Linked DNA regions of Mus musculus: region 2 is linked to region 1. Evidence: chromatin contacts called from public Hi-C data. All regions are on one chromosome and are shown on one strand. The core of a region is the stretch at or near the end of the contact, and the rest is flanking DNA. Distances in the headings are between cores, read along the strand shown. Region 1 overlaps Ttll11 (tubulin tyrosine ligase-like family, member 11). Region 2 overlaps Ttll11 (tubulin tyrosine ligase-like family, member 11).

The links. Hi-C and Micro-C count contacts between places; a contact is called where the count stands out from the background.
Region 2: a Hi-C map of cortical neurons shows a contact between it and region 1, with 1.8 times the contacts expected there. The contact joins two enhancer-like sites. A contact is called at or near these places in 3 of 484 Hi-C or Micro-C datasets (ECoMG-derived neutrophils, cortical neurons and nephron progenitors), 2 of 115 datasets of contacts at active chromatin or transcription factors (embryonic fibroblasts and embryonic stem cells) and 1 of 9 other capture datasets (embryonic stem cells).

What each region holds. Positions count from the first base shown.
Region 1 is chr2:35,766,737-35,773,427 of GRCm38.p6, forward strand. The region is part of intron 9 of Ttll11 (tubulin tyrosine ligase-like family, member 11); the gene reads right to left. Among named protein-coding and RNA genes, the nearest start is that of 9030204H09Rik, 49 kb to the right of the region's middle. Within about 2 kb of position 1,600, at least 37 of the 459 cell types and tissues checked have an H3K27ac peak or open chromatin away from gene starts, as enhancers often do. A contact at or near this core is called in cortical neurons, where this site is marked.
Region 2 is chr2:35,873,203-35,880,016 of GRCm38.p6, forward strand. The region is part of intron 6 of Ttll11 (tubulin tyrosine ligase-like family, member 11); the gene reads right to left. Among named protein-coding and RNA genes, the nearest start is that of Gm35396, 7.0 kb to the right of the region's middle. Within about 2 kb of position 2,574, at least 13 of the 459 cell types and tissues checked have an H3K27ac peak or open chromatin away from gene starts, as enhancers often do. A contact at or near this core is called in cortical neurons, where this site is marked.

The sequences.
Region 1 (6,691 bases), core at 350-2,849:
TTGTGGGCTTTCCTATCCTGTCTTTTTTACCTACCTTGATAAATGGCACCTCCACCTACCTACTTTCAGGAGTCAGAAACCCCGGGTCAGTTTTGAAACTTCTCTCCTACAACCTCAGCTTCCTGAAACACTTCATTCTGTACATCAAACACAGCAAGCCAAGCTCTCCACCTGCTGGGATGTTTGACCTCTGCCGGGCTGTGGGACACCTGTGCCCACCTCACCTGCCCTCCTGCCTCCGAAACTGCCTAATAGAGACCAGGTCAGCCCTGCATTCCCCTGACTGAAACTCAGGAGGGAATCCACACTCTCCTAAGTCCCTCATCCCTTTCTCTAGTGGGTTTGAACAGCAGTGTTCCCTTCCTACCATTCCACCCCATTCTGTCTCCAGAACACTCTCTAGGCCTACAATGCCCTGTCCCTGCATCCCGCCTGGTGACTCGTTGCATCTTTCTAATCTCAGTTGCTATTGACCATAGTGAGTTTATTTTTTTCAGTTGCACCTCCCTGATCCACCTCCTGAGAGAAATCACTCTATGCTATGCTCATTGAAAGGTATTTTCTTTTACAGAATTATATCTATCTATCTATCTATCTATCTATCTATCTATCTATCTATCTATAATACTTAGGTTACAGGAAGTTTTCTGTGTTACATGTCTGCCTGGCTGCTCTGAGCAACACCTGTGTGACACACAGCACAACTGTCATCCTACTTGGGCTATCAGTCACTATGCATGAAGACGGGAAGTGCCTCAGGTAGGCTCTGTGTGTGTGTGTGTGTGTGTGTGTGTGTGTGTGTGTGTGTGTGTGTATGTATGTATGTGTAACCAATGTGTCTGGCCTGGAGAAGACACCTGTGAATTAAGCTCCCTTCCTGATTTCATTAAGTCACCAGAGGGACCCAAGCTTGATGGGACAGCGTGTCCCTTGCAGGGCAGCTGCATAGACTCCATACACCCATGTGGTGGCCCTCTACACCCCAAGATGGTGGGTGGTGCCCTTTTACCTAGCTGCACCTTTGAGAATTTAGAGAAGCTGAAGGCTGGGCCTCGGGGGAGAAGGTGGGCTGTAGGGGTGATGTCCACTCACAAGGGGTCCCAGCCCTGTCCTCAAGGAGACAACCCCGAGGCGCTCTTCAGAGCCTGCCTGTCACTTGAGAGGTGAAAGGAGGTAGATCAGTGTCAGAAGATGGAGCAGTGGGTTCCAGCTTGACTCGCATTAGAACGTCACATGGAGCTCAGAGGCAGGAAGGGAAATGCTCCTTTATGCTGGAGTTTATTTTTGTCACCCTGTCAGAGAGAAATTGCAGCCCTGGGGGCATTGGAGCTGCACAGAATTACCCAAAACATTAACATGCAAATTGCCTTCTTTAGAGAAGGTAATTTTATTAGTGCACGAAAATCTGAAAAACCAGTTTCTTTCTTGTACGGTGCCTGGGCACAATCCTGTCCTGGAGCGCACTGGGGAAAGTGAGGAGAGACTTGAACTTTAGGATTTTGTCATCTTCTCTAGTCACACACCCTTAGCATGGCAGCTGGTGGCTGCCAGGTGGTGCTGCCCGGGATGGAGAGAGCAAGTGACTGCCTCGAGATCCATCCCACGTGCCTCAGAGAGCCCGAGGAGTGCCTAAGGAGTGCCTGGAAACCACTGTGGGGACTGGAAGCCTCCGCTCTGAGAACCAAGAGCCGCCTGTTCCTGTGGACGCTTAGTCACATCTATTTTAGAGCACATCTACTTCACAGAACTAAGTCACAGGCCCCCAAAGAGAACCAGGATCTGGCAGGAAGGCACTTGTGGGTATCAGAGGGGAGGGAAGGGAAGGGGAGGGGAGGGGAGAGGAGGAGAGGGGAGGAGAGGGGAGGGGAGGGAGTGCTGGGGCTGATATCAGGGATGGGCACTGCAGGAACTCTTAGGCAGGAAGGGTTTCACAGGGTCTGGTCAAGGCTGTTAAAATGGTGGGAATGGGAGGAATTCCGGGCAGGCAGAAACATCTGAGCAGGGGGGTAGAGATGGGGACCAGCAGTCTATAATAAAGGTGCCCATGGCAGGGGAAAATGGTGGAGGGATGGGGGATGGGAATGCAGAGAGTGCAGACAGCCAGCAGAGGTGCCTTCAAAGGCTGCTCTTTCACTCTGCTGTTGCCCAGTTTGTAACCTGTAGAGCTTGCTTAGAACAGAAAGAAAGAATTCCATGCCCCATGGGATTTTAGGAGGGAGGGGGTTTTCCCAGCCCAAGGGTGCCAAAATGACAGAAGGTTCTATGAGGCTGCGATTACATAAGGCTCCCTCCTCTTTTTAAGCAGTGAACAGGAAAAGCAGGGGCAGAGACGCCCACAGCCACCAAGAAGCTGCTGGGTGATGTCAGGTCTGCCCCAGCAGGGATGTGCACTCTTCCTGGGAGGCTCCACAACCTCCCTCACCCTCACCTGGATGGCAGCTGTGGCGCATAGCCATGGTGGGGGTACAGGGAACTTCTGAGAGACTCAGTGGTTGTCTTTTCTGAAGCCCAAGGGGGTAATGGTGTTGCTATTGGCATTTGGAGCTGAGTAGCTCTTTGCTGGGGCTGCCCAGGACATCATGGGGGTTTAGCAGTATCCCCAGCCACTGCCTGCTAGATGCTGGTGACAGTTCTGCCCACAGTGGTGACCAGACACGCTCACACCCTGGGAGAACTTGGGGCTCGGGCTTTAAGCCCTGTGACTTTCTGTTCCAGTGGAATGAATGCACACTTGAGAAGGAAACCTTGGCACTGTGCTCTCTGCTGGAGACCTTGGTCTAGCTGGGACCCTCCGAGAGCCCACGTGCAGACCGATCAGATAGCACTTTTGAGTTTTAGGACGCCCAGCTTTATCGCAAGATTCCACAGAAAGCCTCTGCCAGTGATTCGTGAGACACATTCATGGTAGGTGCTGACTGATGGAGCTGAGTGTGCCCAAGTTCCAGGTGGGGGCCGTGCATTCATGGAAGAGGCTCCCGGGGCCCCACGGTAGTCCAGGCTGGCCTTATACTTGTGATCCTCCTGCCTCATCCTCGCAGGTCACCATTGTGTCAATGTCGGCATCTGGTGGGTTATCTTCCCCACCCAAGTGGAAGGCTCTTGTGGTTTGGATGTAGAATAAACCTGGCTTGTGACCTGACACAAGCTAGAGTCCTCAGAGAGTCAATTGAGAAACTGCATCCAAAAGATCTGACTGTGTTTTTTAAATTAATGATTAATGTGGGAGGGCCTAGACCACTGTGGGTGGTGGGGCCCCTTGACTGGTGGTCCTGTCTTTTTGTATTTTAATAATGTATTTAATTTCATGCCCATTTGTGGTTTTGCCTGCATTCATGTCTGTGTGAGGGTGTCAGATCCTCTAGGCCTAGAGTTGCAGACCGTTGTGAGCTGCCATGTGGGTGCTGGGCAGAGCAGCCAGTGCTCTCAGCCACTGAGCCATGTCTCGAGCCCTGGCTCTGGGCGCTATAAGAAAGCATGATGAGCAGGCTCCTAAGGAGCACCCCTCCATGGCCTCTGCATCAGCTCATGCCCCAGATGCCTGCCCTGACTTCCTTCATCGGTGGACTGTGATGCAGAAGTGTGAACCAGATAAACCCTTCCCTCCCCATCTTTCTTTTGGTTACCTTGCTTCTCCACAGCAATAGAAGCCCGGGCTCAGCCCGGGACCCCAGCACACAGGTGGGGGATTATCAGGCTCCATTTAGGAAGGAGACTTCAGAAAAACCCAAAGGCAATGGGGGGAGAAAAATAAAGCCAATGGCATAAGAGGAAACCCAGGCCTCTGGCACCGGCAGCCACAGCACAGTGAACACAGCCTGGGCCCAGGCAAGATAAATATAAAACTCTCAGAAAGGAGGGCTCGAAAGAGAGTTAAAAATATTTTGAACTAAATAAAAATGAAAACAGAACACACTGAAGTGTGTGGGACACAGTGTAGTCAGATTTGCAGAATCAAATACATGGATTAGGCAAGACGTTCTGAAATTGGAAAAAGAAATGTTTTCAGGCTGGGTGTGGTGACTCACAGCCTTGACTTCTGCACTCAGGAGGTGGAGGCACAAGTGAATTTGGGGCCAGTCTGGTCTACACAGTGAGTTCCAAGCCAGTCAGGGTTACAGAGAAATCCTGTCTTACAGGAAAAGAAAAAAGTCTTATTTTAGGAAACAGAAAAAGAGCAAATTCAAAATGGCCAAAGATATGGTAAAAATCAGAAAACAAATCTATGAAATTAGACACGAAATCAACAAGAAAAATCAATAAAACAGAGGAGTTTATCCTTGTGGGTGGGGATGGGGGATCAATAGAACTGATGAGCCTCTAGCCAGCTTAACTGAGGAGAAAAAGAAGATCGCTAACTACTAATTATACATTACTAATATCAGCAACCAGAGCAAGGGTCCTAATGTTAGCATCAGAAGTGTACCCCCCACCTAGGGCCACGCATGAGCGTCATGGATGACACCTATGCCTGTGAATTTAGTAATTCAGGTGACAATTTACCAAAATTTACATAAGGAAACTCATAATCCAACGAACTTAATAGCTCCTAGAGAAAGTTGATGAATAATTAACAGCTTTCCCTGCCCCCAAAAAGCACCAGGCCCTAAAGGGCTCCTCACTGTGAGTTCTCCCAGATGTTTAAAAGAAAATGGAGCTAAGCCACGTTAGACTGTTTAGAACAGAGACGGAGCACAGGTGTTCAGGCGCGTGCTCTGTAGCATTCTAGAAGCTTCCCAGCCTTCTTTGTTCTTACTTCAGTATTATCCCCCTGTAGTCTGATAACACCTTATCGAATTCTCTGCCTTCTGACACTGCAGGTCTGTAATTCCAGCTACCCAGCTGCTTTAAGGCTAGTTAATCTGAGCAACTCAATGAGAGTCTGTCTCAAAAACCAAACCAAACCAAACCAAACCAAACCAAACCAAACCAAACCAAACCAAACCAAACCAAACAGTAGTGGGGGTTCAGCTCTGTGGGAGAGAATTTGTCTACTGTGTATGTAGCAAGCAGGCCCTTGGTTCAATTTCCAGTCTTGCAATCAATCAATCAATCAATCAATCAATCAATATTAAAAAACACATTAATGGAGGTTTAACGTAATACTAATATGACGCATGGGTTAATATTCCCTAAGAATGGAGAAGAATGTGTATTCCAGTCTTATTGCGTGAAGCATACTAAACTCATCTACCAGGTCAAGCCCATGGAGCAAGCGTTCGGTCCACCTGTACCCTGACCCATTTCCTGGGCAGCTCCCCTGTCAGGTGCAGATGGGGCTGCTACTGTCTCCCAGTGGAGCTGCAGGTGCAATGCCTCGCTGCTGTCAGCTGCAGTCATGTGTGGCACTGTTATGTGCAACTAGAGGACTGACCCTGTGCTTACGGCCCATCTTCATCTCTGGCCATTTTCCTTGTTCTAGAGCCTGCTTTGTCCAGAATTGACAAAGGCACACCATCCCAGATTTGGTTTGTGTGAGTATATGTCTGTCTGTGTGTCTTCACCTCTTTCCTTGACTCTCTGTGTTTTTAAGGTTTAAATGGGGTTTTCATAAATATCATAGAGTCGTCTCTTTGTATATTTACTTTTGAATTATCATCATGATCTTCATCATCACCACCACCACCACCACCATCATCATCAGTAGTAACTCTGGCTGTCCTGGAACTCCTCTGTAGTCTAGGCTGACCTCAAACTCAGAGATCCACTTGCCTATGGCTCTGCCTCCCAAGTGCTAGGACTAAAGGCAAAGGCTACTACACCTGGCTTGTTTTCTTGTTTTTTAAGATCTTCTCAACAGGTTCCACATTTTAATTGACATATTTGATGTGGGATGTAAAACCATGCCAGGAAGTTTGGTAAGGAAGAGCAGGTTGAGACCTGGAGACTCTGTGGGCACACACCTGAGGCTTAGGCGACTCCCAGCTCCCTGCCAGATTTCTGACTTGGAACACATGCCATGCTTCTCACATAAAAGTGCTTCCCACATAAATGTGTCCTATGATCAACAGCGTTCTCCATGCTAATGAGGTACCTAGAGGCCCGGAGGGCTTAGCCAATAAGCTTCCCTCCCAGACATTCCTCCCTGCAAAGGTATTTAATCTCAAGCCTACTCTGAGAAGTGGGTATGGTATGGAGCGTGGATGTCCAAGAGTGGCATGGGATAAATGTAGTCAAACTCCCCGAGTTCCGACTCCCTAAGAGGCCGTGCCCAGTGGCAGAGCAGACGGACTCGGACCCGCAATTTGAGGCTCTCACATTTAGACTCATGGCTGATATAATTGGATTAATACATGTAATGGCTGCAACTGTTTTCTATTGATTTTCTCTGATCTTTCTTTTCTTTTGAAATCTTGAAATCTGCTGGCTTTGGTTTCAAGCAGAACATTTTATATGGATATTTTCTCCATTTCTTTCTCCTCTTCCTCCTTTTCCTCCTCCTCCGATTTCTCCCTCTCCTCTTCTTTCTTCCGTCCGCCTCTCCCTCCTCCTATCATTCTAAAGAGTGGACCATAGGTATGTGACACCATGCTAGCCTAGCTTAAAATGCATATTTAGCTAATAACTCCATTTTCAAATACCAACATGTCACTTCAGAGAAAAATGAAAAAAAAAATCTAGGTGACTTTGCTCTGAATTTTTTTGCTGCAACTTCAAGAGCAAAATCTATTAAAGAAACAATGAAACAAAGAAA
Region 2 (6,814 bases), core at 1,324-3,823, 110 kb after region 1:
GCCTCCCCATTCCTACTGACTACAGGCCTGACTCTGGTTCCCCACAGTCCTGCACATGGGTTACAGAGAAAACCTCACTCAGATTCAACATCGGAAGAGTCATTTTTCTGAAGCGCCCCCCCCACCCCGTTACCTCTTCCATAATGAGGGTGAAATGCAGGTTCTCTTTTCTTTATTTTTTTTTTATCTTATTCTCAAATAATTCTGAAGCTAGGTGGAAGCGAGGGCTCCTCTGGCTTCCCTCCATGCTCCCAGGTGGTGCGCTGGTCTGATGCTATTTGTATTCTGATGCTAATCACTGGCTCTCAAGATCTGCCCCCACCCCCCAGCGTCCTCACTGATGAGCAGACCCTCATGCACACCGAGTGATGCTATATAAACCTTGTTCCCCAATTTAACTGATCAATAAAATGCCAGAGCCTGTGATTGGGCTTTAGAGGGAGAAAGGTGGGGCTTGAGGATCGAGTTGGGGTGGGGGGTTGCAGGGAGAGAGAGGGAAGAGGAAAGAAGAGAGGATGTGTCGAATGGAGGACGGCAGTATGAGAGGAGATGGACCAGGGAAACAACAAGTAACAAGGGACAAATGGCTGGGAAATGAGTTAGAATAGCTCCAGACCTAGGCTTATGGCTTGTGATAAAATAAATAAAATACCTGGACTGTGTGTCTTTTATATAGGCTAGCTGGAATGGTATAGTTCACTTACAGTGCCATATGAGTTCCAATTTACAAGAGGCTTACGCATGGTCAGGTGTGTGATAAATAAATATTAAGCTGTATGAGGGTGATTTTCTTAACTCTGATTAATCCACATAGTTTAATGGGAAAAGGGGGGATGAGTAATATTACAAAAATGTCTTAAGTGTGAAACAAACCAGAAGAGGAAACATAAATCCAAATGAATGCACTGACCGTAAAGAGGGTACTAAACTTTCCCCAATTTAGAGGCCAGAATCTAAGGTGCAGTATAAGGTAACCTGAATACCAACAAGTGCCAAGAACCGATATTTTCCAACCACCAAGCAGGAGCTAAAACCAGTTTATTTGGACACAAGAAAGTCCTCATAATACACAAACTCCCAAACCCAACAGACCTCATGTGGGGTGTGACTACACTCACAAGCCAAGTGTTACTGGGGCTTCTATTATCTGGACCCTGTCCAGGAACTACCTGTTGCTGGAGCGAGGCCCTGGGTGACAGCCCAAGACTGACTGCAATGCCCCAATAACAGCGTTGATGGATTTTGGGAACAGGAAGGACCCTCAGCAGCTGTTCTGGTTTAACATCTATGGCTATGACGAAATATCTGGACAAAAGCGACTAGGGGAGGGAGGGGTTTGTTCAGCTTACATGTCCCAGTTCCATCCATCACTGAGAGGAGTCAAGGCAGGGCTTAGGCAGCTAGCTCCCTATGCATCCACAGCCAAGAGCAGAGACAGAACACACACCCATGCTGGCTTGCTGCGTGCTCGGCTACGACTCATCGCTCTCAGACAGTTCAGGCTTTAGTCCATGAAGTGGGATCACCTTCACGTAGGATTAGATCTACCAATCTCAGTTAATAATAGTCAAGACAATCCCCCACAGACTAATCTGTTCTAGGGAATCCCTCAGTTGAGACACCCCTCTCAGGTGATGTCAAGTTAACAGTTAAAACTAACCAGGGGATGGACCCAGGAGAGGACCCATACAGCTGTTCACAAATGCCTGTTACTCCAGTTCCAAGGACCCAAAGCTCCCTTCTGACCTCTGTGGGCATGGCACACATTTGATGCAAGGCATGCACACAAGCAAAACATCCCTACACATAAAAAATAAAACAACAGCACAGCAGTGGAGCTGAGGAGATGCAGAGAGCTGCACACACAATATTATCTTTGCATCCACAGGCCCAATATAGCACCTGGCTCATAGCATGCATCAAAGAGCAAGCCAGTGGTAGAGCCAGGGAGACTCAAGATCTCCCTCCTGATCTCAAACTCACAACATAGCTCAGGTTGGGCCTGAACTCATCATAGTTCTTCTGCCTTCCAAAGGAAAGGCTGGGATTTCATGTATGAGCATCATATCTGGAATATTACTCATAGAGACACTGTTGTCTGGTCTTCACCAACACTACGTATTCGTAGTACTGTAATCAAAGGTCAACTGAACAGGCTTCCAACATCAACGGAAAGATGCCTCATAGACAGCTGGTACAACCTGTAGCCAGACCATGGGAGACACAGAGATCACATCTAAAATAGCTAAGTGTAGGGACCAGGACCAATCTCTTCCCTAAATGCACACACTAGCTCGAAAATTTGGAAGATGCTAGTCATAAACTTGGGCAGAGGATCCGCGCAAAGCCTCACAGTGGTATCTTTATGAAGCATCCAGATTACAACAACACCGGGAAGTGGCCTTCTATATCTGCAACTATTTTAAGAACCACAAATCCTATTTCTCTTCTTCAAACTAATTAACGTTTATAAGCAGGACTGAAGTGTTTCTTGTGACTGCCACAGGAGAAGCAGATCCCTGCAGTTGGAAGCAAGTGGCAGGGTGGTGAGAGACTGTCAGAAACACTTCTCGAAAGCACAGCTACAGTAGACAGGAGCTACAGCTCCCAATTAGGCTGGCCTCCAATATCCGGCACCTCATATCTAATGGTTTAAAAGCAACCAGCGAAATTTGCAGAGTCCAAGGGTTTTTAAAAGATGAAATCTTCCTTCTTATTTTTATCTCTCTCTTCCAAATGATAAATCATCGTGCTTATAAAAGCTGCGGGTTTGGGGACACGGCAGAGAGTAGAGACGAGCAAACCTCACGCCGGGAAAGGGTAGAGATTTGGCCAAGGTCAGCTTCAGAGTGCCTGGGACCCTCAAAGCCCAGGACCTTGCCTCCTAGCTGAGTCAGAGCTACCTTCCCCAGGAGACTGCCTGTGTTAAGGGTCCCTGCCCATGCAGTGTGACAAAAACTTCATGGAAATTAGAGGGATGCATTTTCAATGTGAGGCACGAACAGACCGAATACTTTGCATCGGGGAGCATGTTAATTAAACTAGGAACATGGGCACTGTTGACTTCCTTCAGTCTTGCTGAACTCTTGTTAAACTATCCATTTGTTTAGATAAATTCCTGTCTTCAGAAAATAAAATACACATGACTTGAATGGAGGAAACTTGTATACAGTTTGCCCTCTGCATCTGTGAGGTCTGTGTCCAAGGATTCAACCAAGGATGGGCGATCCTCGGGAAAGAAGCCACATTTTTACTGACTGTGAATATCCTATTTTCAAAGAGTCCTTTCCTGAACAATACAGCATAGCAACTGCATAGGCAACACTTACATTGTATTAGGTATTACAAGGAATCTGCAGCTCATCTAAAGTCTATGGGGGGAGGTATGTGGGTTACACGCAGACACTCTGCTCTTCTATGTAAGGGACTTGAGCATCCACAGGTTTTGGTACCATGGGGAATGCTGGGAAGGACAACTGTATGTATCTATTTGTGAGGATTGTAATAACGTTAATGCTAGTGATATTAGCCTTATGTGTTCAGCACTGTGGTAGTAAATGAGATTAGCAAACAGGCTAATTATCAAACAATTACCACTCATGAAATGCTTCCCATATCCAGGCAGTGTGTGCCGTGGGTTAGACGCAGTGGCTCACTTTACCATTGCAACATTCCTGCTAAGCAGCTTTTTACCATTACAGACATTTTACTGATGGAGAAACCAAGGCTCAGGGAAGTCAACTGCCCCAGATTTCACAGAGAGCAAGGGGAAAAGCTGTTCTCAAATCCAGGCCCAGAGGACTCTTAAACCTTCTGCCTCTGGCAGCACAGACTACAACATCCCAGTCTGTAAAAAAAGGGATTGCTTCAAATTCTATTTCCAGCAAGGACATTTGGAGATCCAAGGGTAAACTAAGGGGTTGGAGGATGACTTGTCCTCCATGGCCATCTTGGCCTTGTCCTGGCAGGGAGCAGAGGAAAGGAGAGCTCACTGGTCAGGGCAATTGGATAAAACAGAAACACGAGGAGGCCAGAGCTCCAGCGAAATATGGGAGCAAGGTAGGATTTGTCTACTGTTCTGTTTTAAAATAGTCATGAAGCAAAGGGAGGCACTTCCACATTCAATAATTTGATGGCTAAAATCTGCAAGTTATATTTACTGATCATAAAGGAAGGACATGTTCCTAGAAGGACCGAGGTTCAAATCAGCAGCCTTGCAAGCTGCTGTGTTACAGTGAAGGAAAAAAAAAAACAACCAAACAAACAAATGAGACAGAATTGTTGCTGTTGCCTAGAGAACCCCCCCCCCGGTCCCCCGCCCCCAATTGTTCTGCTGGAGAGAAAGGCTGAGTCAAAATTAAGAATGCATCTAGGACTTTGCCTGCAAACCAGCTGCGGGAGAATGGAAAGGGTGGGGGAGGGGGCTGCAACCTCTCCCTTATTAGAAGAAGTGTTTTAAATGGATGTGACGGTGCCTTAAAGGTTAGGTTTGACAATCATTAATACTTTGATTGTCTTAAGAAACCCACACAGAAAGGCAGGGAAAGAAGGCGGATGAACAAAATGTGAGTTTATGGTGCAGCTCCATATTGTTCTCAGTGCTCTGGTGGCAAGCGTTATGAACTGGGGCATCCTTGCTCTTGGAGTCATTGGGAAGCTGTGTCCAGGGTGTCCTTCCCCAGGCTTACTGTCCACCTCTTACATATAGTTATGAGGCATCCTGATTATCTCAGCACCGAACCCCGGAGGAGGGGCTGAAGGATCGCTTCCCAGAGGGTGTCTGATGGTGGGACAGACCTAAAGCCAGGGATAGGTGGGGTAGAGACTCTGTGGTTGGAGGTGTGTGTGTGTGTGTGTGTGTGTGCGTGTGTGTGTGGAGTATCCACCCTCATCCTGAAGTGGTGGAATCAGGAGTGGGAAGAGACAAGAGAGGCTGGCAGACGGCTGGGATCTCAATTGTACTCTTTCTATGTTATCACAAGGACAAGGAGCATGCAGGTAACATGAGCCACACGCCTAGGAAGAACCCGATAGAAACTTCTGGAGAGGATGTACCCTGAGAGCTGTTCTGATCCCCTATTTTCTCCTAATAACTATTATGGTTTGGGTCTACAATGTGTCCCCCAAAGCTTATGAATGGAAGGCTTGGCCCCCCAGTGTTGCAATATTCAGAAGTAGGGCCCAGCTAACCAGACCATGAAGGTCCTGGTCTCATCAACGGGCTCATTCATAGGTGGGTGCATACTTCCTGGGCTCCTGGGATGTGGGGGAAACTGTAGAAAGTAGAGGCTGGTGGGCAGAGGCCGGTTACTGAGGGCCCGCTCTTGAGGTGATATTGTGTGCCCTTCCTTCTGCTGTTATAAGGAGGGTGGCTTTGCTATAGCACATGCTGACCATGAGGCTCTGCATCATCACAGTGGAGTCTAGTGGGTGTGATTCCTCTGAAGCTGACTAATAAAGCCCTGGCTGCTTTGAGTTGTTCTCCTTCAGCATTGAGTAATACTCCAGTTAAATGTGCAACTCAGACACCGGTCCACCATTATCCCACTGTATAGCATGGAAGCTGGCATTTAGGGAGGTTAAGTGATTGGCTGGATTGTATGCCCAGACTCTGAACCCATGTGTAGTCATCCCAGGGCTGCCTTTCCTTTACTCCACCTTATTTGACCTTGGCTTGGTTACTTCCAGCTGCAGGCTGCATGGAACTCGTGACTCCTTTGAGTCTGTTGGTAGCATTGCAGACAAAGGAAAGCCTTTTGCTTTTCCTTTCTTTCACCTGAGTTTTACTGTCTCCACCTCCAACTTCAGCCTCAGCTCCTTGTTCCGCCACTGGCACCTGCAGAGACATTATTCCATCTCCCCCTATGATCTTTGAAGCTACACATGGCTTCTGCTCTTGGCTCTCTCTCCTCTAAGCTGAGACATCCTCAGTGCATCCCTTTTCCTTCCTAAGAGAGGATTTCCAGATCCTCTACTTAATCAGGCCTTGGAGGACAGAGTCTAGTCTCTGTCCCCTACGGCATTTTACAGGGTTCATTGTGTGTAGAAGTCCCACCTCAGCTGATTTCATATACAGGCTTATTCTTCCTTGCAGCAAGAGATGGGGTCCTAAGACCCAGAGCTGAAGAAGACAGCCTTCCTGCACCTTGGACTTTTGGCCTAAAGAACGGACTCTCGGGATGCCTCCTGCACACTGCGGAGGGTGCTTAATAGTAACCGGTCTGGAATGACTGTGAGACAGCAGAGCGCCTTGCAGGTGTATGGGAAATGATAGTGATGGTGAAGTGCTTTGGAGAAGCCCTCCACCCCTGCACCAGAGTTCAGCTCCTTCGCCACCCCCAGCCCTGGCAGACACGGGGCAACGCACAGCTGGAGCCAAGTGCCCCCTAAGTATGCCAAAGCTGCTGTGAGGCTCTGAGAGACTACAGTGCGTTACAGGCAACCACTGTGGGTTGCTGGAATAAAGCACCTGACAGAGGAAAGCTTGAGGAGGGCAGGGTTTAGTAAGGCTCAACACATGAGCTTGCAGTTCACTGTGGCACAGCGGGGAGTGTGAGGGGGCTGGTCATTTCGCCACAGTCGGGAAGCAGAGAGAGATGAATGCTGGGATTCAGTTTCCCCGCCCCCCATCTTTTATTTAGTCCAGAACCCCAGCCTACATTCAGGATGGATCTTCCTAACCTAGTTAACCTAGTCTAGACATCCAGAGACAGTCCCAGAGGCTTGCCTTTTGGGTGATCCTAGATCTTGGCAAGTCAATATTAGTCACCACAGGAACCTCAAAGACAAGATGTCCCTGGGTCCAGGGACTGAG